Regions from separate parts of the Sus scrofa genome. Here regions 1 and 3 are each linked to region 2. A link is a contact called in public HiChIP or PLAC-seq data. All regions are on one chromosome and are shown on one strand. The core of a region is the stretch at or near the end of the contact, and the rest is flanking DNA. Distances in the headings are between cores, read along the strand shown. Region 1 holds the start of BRIP1 (Fanconi anemia group J protein). Region 2 holds the start of RNFT1 (RING finger and transmembrane domain-containing protein 1). Region 3 holds the start of INTS2 (integrator complex subunit 2).

Region 1 (2,700 bases), core at 191-2,690, 320 kb before region 2:
ATAGGTTCTAGATCAGGTTCTGACAACAATTGAAATGTTACCTTGATCTTCACTTCTCTAGACTAAGATCCAAATCCCTAATTTAAAAACTGTTGCAAGGGAGAAAATGCCTTGGCATATGTAGGTGCTCAATAATTCTTACGTAAACGTCAATAGGGTATAATGCAAAGAAAATAAGCCTTAAAGTGGAATTGCACTGTGAATTACTTAATCTCACAGAGCCTGTTTCTTCATCTGTAAAATGGAGATAATATAATACTATCTACCTGATAGGGCTTTTATGAAAATTAGCCAGGCACTGAGTCAAAAATTAAATACGGGTAATGTATAGAATGTGCCTAAACTCCAGTATCTGATACAGAGGAAGTGATCTACTTTAATCTCCACCTCTTCTAAACCAACTTAACCTAGGATACATAGATGTAATTCAAAGACTGTGTGTAATCTTTTGATATTGCATGCATAAGTTTCTGTATATGACTGTATTTTTTAAGAGAAAGTCCATAGATTTCTCATTCCCAGATATATATCCTAAGGAAATAACTAAAAATAAAAGGGAAATGATATACACTGTTATCAACTGAGGAATTATTTGCAATAGTGAAGAAATGCTAAATTCCATGTGGGGATGAAGAGATGGGTTAAAATCTCAATTCCACATAGTATAAAGCCTGTCACAACCTTAACCATAGTTATTTGTCCCCAGAGAAATTAAGAATCACTATTCTTAGGTAGTTTCCAGTTGTAACATTTTGTGCTTCCATCTGTGAAGCTCTGAGAACGATATTTGTGGAATCTAAATCCTTAATCTAACCAACAACTCAAGGCTGGCCTAGTAACTCAGATATAACCTAGAAAGCAATCCATCCCCACCCCCACCCCCACCCGTGGTGGCAACTGGCAACAAAAAGGGGTCGCTTCCTCTACACACTGGATAAAGGACAAAACTTATCTGGCTCCGCCGTAGCCCCCTCCCAAGAGTAACGAAAAGCCCCAGACTCGTAGAAGGCCTCTGCTCCAAGGAGGTAAAAGCAGGCTTCCTCCCCACCCCCCACAGGTTTTCGTCCTCATATTCCCTCCTCCCTCAGCAAACCCCGATCCCCAAGGCCCTGGGGATCCACTCCACACCGATGGGCTTGCAAGGCGGGTGGACAAAAGCAAAAGGCACCCTTCTGGCAGGCTTTGCGCCCTCCCCGCGAGAGACAGACTTGCCCGCCCGGCGGAAAATCAAACAATGCCGACTGGGCTCCGATTCTCGGGATAAAGGAAGCCGAAACTTGCAAGCAAACACAGAGAAGTTCCGGCAAAGAGAGGTCCTAGCCTCCCTCTCTTCCTCCCAAGGATGCTACTCCCAGTCGCGGGATTACGTACCTCTTACTTTTTCTCCCCTCAGCTCCCAAGTACAACACTCCAGCGGACGAATTCCCGCCTCCCACCCCTCGACTCCCAGCACCCAATCGCCGGGCGAAGTCAGACAACCAATCACTCGCCAAGACCAGAAACCAGGCAACCAATCCCGACGCGAGGTCAGGGGGCGCGCACGCTGGCACCCAATGGAGGACTCCGCCGTAAAGACCAACCCCAGCTACACGGAGGCATGGGAAGGCGAGCTCCTTGGCGGTGAAGGACTCCCGCAGATCCCAAGAAGATAAAGGGATACAGTTTGCTGTGTTAGACTTCTGGAAACCGGTGATTTAAGCCGTGGCTCAGTTTCCTTGGAAATTCGAAGTCTCATTTTTAAGGTCTCTAGACCAAGCGAGAGGAAACACGCCAAGTTCTCTCAGCATTTCTCAGCGCCACTCGATTCAAATTTCCGAACTTTCCGGTACCCAGAGTAATGAAAGGAAATGGCCAGACTTCTGAGCCAAACGAGGCGAAAAAGTTGGATGACAGCTGGCTACAGAATCTCCTGATATTCAAGGCTTTCTTAGAGACCACATTCAACTGGAAACGCTCTCCAGCACCAGATCACTCTTAATTCCATTAAAGCTTATCAGCCTTCTGTCCTTCCTAAGACCAATTTGTTCTTTGCCAAGAAATACACTTCGGTTTCCTCAAAGGTAGGGGGGTTAATCATGATCTCGCCAAATTGATATTTAAAAAAAAACAATCCTCTACCTAAACTTGGCTCAAATGGCTACTCTCCCAAAAAAGCAAGACCTGAAACATTTTCTCAGATTCCGAGAAACCAGTTTGGGGAGAGAGGTTTGCTGCAGAAGGGAGCAACAAAAGTCGAGTTTGCTTGCCTCACTTTCAGTTTTACTACATCTTCCCCAAATGACAAAACAGTCATAAAAATAAATTCTACCCTTTAATTTAGTAATCTCGGGCTCAGAAATTTACCCTAAAGAAGTAATCTAAAAGAAAGAAAAGTAATAATAGCTCTAGTGACAACAAGTTCTATTCTTTTTATTTATTTATTTTTAACAAGGCCTATTCTAATACTGAAAAAAAAAAAAAACCCTAACTTCCCAGGGAGATGATTATATCAATTCAATCATTATGGAACCGATAAAATAAATGTAAAACCAAACAACCTGCCAAAACTCCATAACGTTAAATGAAAAAAAGCAGACTCCAAACTGGGTTATTATGAATTTCATTATGTGAAAATACATATTCATAAGCCAAGATGAAGGAAAAGTACAAAAAGTGTAATTTACTGTTAAGACAGTGCAATGGAGGATAGTTTATAAAAAT
Region 2 (2,700 bases), core at 113-2,612:
AAATGGTTTGGCATTAAGATTAATCTGATTTAAGCACAGGTTCAAGGTGGATATTCAGATTAAATAGTGGGTTCAGTTGTAGTCGATTATAGGAGAAAATAAGGTGCAAAAAATTTCATGATTAAGGAGGCTCAAAAATCACACACCAGGACTTCCTGTTATGGTGCAGTGGGTTAATGATCTGGCTTGTCTCTGTGGTGGCACCAGTTCTATCCCCAGCCTGGTACAGTGGGTTAAGGATCCCAAGTTACCACATCTGTGGCATAGCTCACAGCTATGGCTGGGATTTCATCCCTGGCCAGGGACCTTTCATATGCCCCAGGAGCAGCAGAAAAAGGGGGGGAGGGAATCACACACCAGCAAACTAACTTGGGTAAAGTTGCTGTGAATGGCTTTAAATCAGCGACCGGTAATAAGACAAAGTATTCCTTTTTTTCCACTAGATATTCAACTCATGACGTGTGTGTATGTAAGCAAATGCATCCTCTCTAGTGAGGAAAGACTGAACCCCTCACCCAAGCCATTGAATGTTTAATTTCAAGACTTGTAGGAAGACCATCAAGAGTTACCTACTTGACGTCAAATTCCAGATATTAAAGGGAAAAAAACTCGAGGTTCAAAATAGAAAGGCTATTCGTGGTGGGGAGGGATGGGACAGATTCTTGGAAAACAAGTAACATTTAGAATCTATCTGGGCTGAGGATCAAGAGGTAAGCTTTTTTGTTTCATTGTTCAAAGTTTTTTTTCTTTTTTTCCCCTTTTAGGGCGACACCTGCAGCACATGTAAGTTCCTGAGCGAGGGGTCCAAACCGAGCGTCGTCCGTGCAACCCCGGAACCTTAACCCACACCCAATGGGAGAGGCCAGGGATACGAACTAGTCCGGTTCTTAAACCCCCTGAGCCACAAGGAGAACTCTCCAAACTTTTTCTTAATACACCTTTTATTTTTAGAAGTTTTAGGTTAACAATTACAGCGAAGACACTACAGAGCTCCCTAGAAAACAAGGTTTTTAAACTCTTAACTTCTACTTCCACCCCCACCTAAATTATCCTCACTTCTCCATTTCTATTCTCAGGTTTCGGCAGGGTCTTGTTCTCACAGTGCAACTTCAGAATTGTAAAGAAAACCCGAGTTCAGTTAAAACTTCACCGCCCATCCACAACTGGCTCAGCTGAGCTGGGGGAAACCAGACCGCTCCCGCCCCCGCCCGGCTCGCTCAGAGGCGCGTCGAGCCCTCGCCAACGTGGCTCCTCCAGCTCGGAACCCGGGAGACGCGAGCCAGGCGGGACCCAGGGGCTGGCGCACGGGAGGCGGGACCAGACCAGCCCCCAACGGCAGGCTCCTCCCCCGAGGGCAGGTTCTCGAAGCCAAAACATTTTTAACCTCGAAACGTCCGGATCTCTGAGGAGGGGGTGAGGAGGGGTGTAGGAGGGCAGGTTACACAAACGTACGCACAGACTGGATGCAGCTCATGGTTTAACGCAGCCGGCTGCCGGGAGTTGTGGGGCACAGACCGCTCTTCACAGCCAGCACCCCTGACGGCCTGCACCCCACTCGGGTCGGCGGCGCCCTCCCCTCGGCGCGTCGCCCGGGGGCGGGGCACGCGCGCGTGAAGACGTCCAGGGAGCGAGCGCGCGCGCGCGCGCCGCCGCCGCCGCTGCCGCCGCGGAGCTGAGTGGAGGTTGCAGGTGGTGGGGGTTTCAAGGTGATGGCCCCGGTTGAAGGCCTCGAGGCGGCGTCTGCCACAGTTCCTGCGGTCGCTGCCCGGGCCCTGGTCCGCCCATCGTCATGAGAGGTCAGGTCTGGGGGAAACGGATGAAGGAGGCGAGGGACCCCGGCGAATGGGTTCTGGGGAGAATAACTGAGGCGCTCGAAGCTCGAACGTGGGTGGAAAACTCTGACCTGGAGATTCCGGAAGAGCCGTTTGCGTTTACTTTTCTTTTTTCTCCCCTTTCTTGCTCGTGCTTGGAGGAGAGTGGGAGGGTTCTCTGTTTTAATTTATGAAAGAAGGCGCAGAAACTGTTCAGTCCAACGTCGGTCTTCGGAGGTTTGAGGAAATAAATAGTAGCAGTCGTGACGTTTGGAGCATCGGTGAAAAAGCCTTTAGTGAAAGGCAGTTAAAAACCAAACCGCCCCTCAGTAACTGGAAAAAAAAAAATTCAAACCTACGAATGAATAGAATGACATAATATCCCCTGACGTTAACCCCTGCTTCCTCCTCCAGAAACGGTTTCGTCAGCTGGATTGTGGCATCCCCGACAGCTACCCACACTCATCCTGTGGGTTATTTCCCTGCCTGTGTTCGTTCCCCTTCCCTCCACGGTGGCATTTTTAACGGGCAGACCCCGTAACTATCCTTATTCAGACCGAAGAGTTACTTAGCGATTACCTGGTGCCTCTCCAAGCCTCCCTATTTTAAAGGTATTTAGGTAACATCCTTTGAGGGGCGGGGAAAGGTAATACTCTTGGTTTTAATTATTGGAAACTTTTTAATTAACTTTGTGAAAGCTCTTTCAGCATAAAACGAAATTTGTAGGTCACCTGAGTGAAATGTTTATGATTAGTTCTCCATGATGATATTTAATAAGGAGTTAAGATTTAATTTTTTTTTCCTCCTAGCCTTTCCAAGCATTAAAAAAGAAAAAGAGATTCACACTTATGAGATGTAGAATCTGCATCAGAGATGAAAGTACTCCAGT
Region 3 (2,700 bases), core at 186-2,685, 260 kb before region 2:
TTGTACACTCGGTCATTATCACAGTTGATCCTAGTGGTTAAAAAAAAAAAAAAGAAGAAGAAGATGAAGAAAAAGAAAAGAAAGAGAAAGTAGGGGTATAACTCCACATGCATGAATGCCTCTCTTTTTAACAACTCTGAAAAATGTGGTCTCTTGTTAATAGGACTAGTCGCTGGCAATATTCCTGGCACAATTAAAGGCTCCCTATGTTTCTATTGCCATCTGGAAAATGAGAAAGAAAACAGAGTATATTAACGTCTCTTCCAGCCTTGGGGATCTTCTGTTGTAATACTCCCATTTTGCAAAGAAGGAATATGAAACCCCGAGGGACTAAGTAACTGGCTCTGAGTAGTATTACTAGTCAGTGGCAAAATCTAACGCTGAACTCTCATCTACTAAAACCCAGTCCAATATTTTCTCCACTATACCAGTCATGAGTGCCACAACGTAGAGTAAAAGATCAGCATAGTAAAGAACGCTCCTCTTTCGTTTCACATGCCTACCCAACATCCGTAAAGCACTGTTAGACTTCTCTTTCCCACCCTCCACGAGTCGGTGGAACCACTATTAAATAGCCTCACTAGCCAGAAGCAATGCCAGATTCAACGCTCTGGAGACAAAAACAGTATGCCATACCTCCTGTGTTCCTAAGTTTAAAAAAACAAAAACAAAAACAAAACAGCTGTGGAGGTGCAATTAGCTGTGGGAGAAAGCTGAGTCCCACTTGGGCACTTTTCTGTCTTCAAGAGTAATCAGAAACAAAACAGCAAGTAGCAGGTAGCCAAAGCCATCCCCTCTGAGACCCACAAAACTGCAGAATCGTAAATAACAAAGAGTCGTGGGCAGAAATGCTGTTTTGCTTTTAATTTTAGCAAGAGGAGCTGGCCTTTTAACAGAGGGGCGGGCTGATAGAGCAGAGGCGTCAAGACCTGTGTGCTCATAGGTCTCGCCCTGGGCGTAAAGAGAACCAACCAGTTCCTCTGGCTGAGAAAAGTCGGGCCGGTGGCGGACACGGACCTCGGAACGCTCTAAGAGCCTGAGAAGCGGAAGCTTCATACCTTAAGATCTACCCTCCAACCTCCCGGGACCCCACCCGGATTCCACGCTCTAGAGGCGGGACGCGGTAGAAATCGAGAGCGCGGTCCGAAGTTGGGCCTAGGCGATAATCCGGATTCCCCAACCCTAGCTGTGCCCTGAGTCGACCTGGACACCAAAAACCCAGACGCCAGAACCCATTGGTCCGGCGGTGCGATAGGGGCTGGATGCGGACCCTGCACAAAGGCAGAGCCCGGACTGAAGGGAGAGGAAAGCAGAGCAGACCGTTTCAACCTGCACACAGCACCTTCATTCATCCCCAGCGTCTGGCTCCGGTCGGCCACCGTACTGGACTGAGAGGAAGAGTGGCTGGCTGTGAAAGGAAACCCGCAGACGTCGCTCAGAGGCAACGGCGCGCGTGCGCGGCCCCACCCCTTCCTCCCCCTTGGTTTGCTCTGCCAAGTTCACTCGAGAAGATTTAGCAGGTTGCTAGCTGTCTTCAGTCTCCTTTCCAGACCCTACCAGCTGACTCTTTTTAAGGTAAATCATTAAGTCCTTACGAAGTGCAGTTTCATCGTCACAGGACTACCGTGGCGTTCAAATGAATACGTACATTAGTATGGAAACGGAATGTTAAAGTTGTCCCCACTGTTCATTGATCAGAACACGAAAGGAATCAGACTGCATACATTTCTTTTCCATCTCTGCCTGTGCCCTTCCAGCACCAAAGTTCTGGAATCCTGGGTTTGTAGAAGAATTTAAAAAGTCATCAAGGAATTCTCGTTTTGGCTCAGTGGTTAACGAATCCGACTAGGAACCATGAAGACGTGGGTTCGATCCCTGGCCTCGCTTAGTGGGTCTTAAGGATCCGGCGTTTCCGTGAGCTGTAGTGTAGGTCGCAGACGCGGCTCAGATCCCGCGTTGCTGTGGCTCTGGCGTAGGCCGGTGGCTACAGCTTCAATTCGACCCCAACCTGGGAACCTCCATGTGCCATGGGTGCAGCCCTGAAACACACACACACACACCAAAAAAGAATATATGTATATATGTATGTATACATGTATGTATATATGTATGTACAGCATTTTTTTCCTTAGTGGTACATGAAATAATGTTTTACAATTACTGGTGTCTTATATTTGTTTGATGAAATGTGTTATATAGTTCCTATACTCTAAGTCCTGGATGAAGTGAACATTCTCACCCCTGAATGGCTTTGATTTATTCTTTTCTACCTTAATTTTCAATCAGGTTGGGAAAGAAAGAAAAGGAGACTGGCACAACACAGTAAATCAACTATACTTTAATAAAATAATAAATTTTAAAAATTTAAAAAGAAAAGGAGAAGTTCTCTTGTGCAGCAAAGTTAAGGATTTGGCGTTGTCACTGCAGCGGCTTGGGTGGCTGCTGTGTCTCAGGTTCCATCCCTAACCATCACATGCTGCAGACTTAGCCAGGAAACAAAAAAAAAAAAGAGAAAGAAAGAAAAAACAAACAAACAAAAAAAAACCAGTCTCAGGCATCATAGGTGCTTTTACATAAGTTATTGCCCAGTAAATGACTTTCTAGAAATTAGAAGACTTAGGGATTTAAAGGAGCACCCATGTTCCTTGGAAATAGAATTTCAAAAGTAAAAAGATCTCAGCAGTGATCTAGCTCCAGTTT

Evidence for each region. HiChIP or PLAC-seq counts read pairs in DNA pulled down with a chosen protein or histone mark.
Region 1: an H3K27ac HiChIP or PLAC-seq map of skeletal muscle shows a contact between it and region 2, with 3 times the contacts expected there. The contact joins the promoter of BRIP1 here to the promoter of RNFT1 in region 2. A contact is called at or near these places in 2 of 5 promoter capture datasets (fetal liver and liver) and 2 of 2 datasets of contacts at active chromatin or transcription factors (alveolar macrophages and skeletal muscle).
Region 3: a contact with region 2 is called in an H3K27ac HiChIP or PLAC-seq map of alveolar macrophages. The contact joins the promoter of INTS2 here to the promoter of RNFT1 in region 2. A contact is called at or near these places in 2 of 5 promoter capture datasets (fetal skeletal muscle and liver), 1 of 47 Hi-C or Micro-C datasets (heart right ventricle) and 2 of 2 datasets of contacts at active chromatin or transcription factors (alveolar macrophages and skeletal muscle).

The regions. Positions count from the first base shown.
Region 1 is chr12:36,496,878-36,499,577 of Sscrofa11.1, reverse strand. BRIP1 (Fanconi anemia group J protein) reads right to left here and starts at 1,440. Exons shown (of 21, transcript XM_021067301.1): 1 at 1,372-1,440.
Region 2 is chr12:36,173,797-36,176,496 of Sscrofa11.1, reverse strand. It overlaps RNFT1 (RING finger and transmembrane domain-containing protein 1), which reads left to right and starts at 1,362. Exons shown (of 9, transcript XM_021067295.1): 1 at 1,362-1,796. LOC102157680 (a long non-coding RNA gene) reads right to left here and starts at 1,580. Exons shown (of 5, transcript XR_001299904.2): 1 at 1,457-1,580.
Region 3 is chr12:36,433,128-36,435,827 of Sscrofa11.1, reverse strand. INTS2 (integrator complex subunit 2) reads right to left here and starts at 1,435. Exons shown (of 25, transcript XM_021067302.1): 1 at 1,330-1,435; 2 at 1-30. The coding sequence starts at 1,348.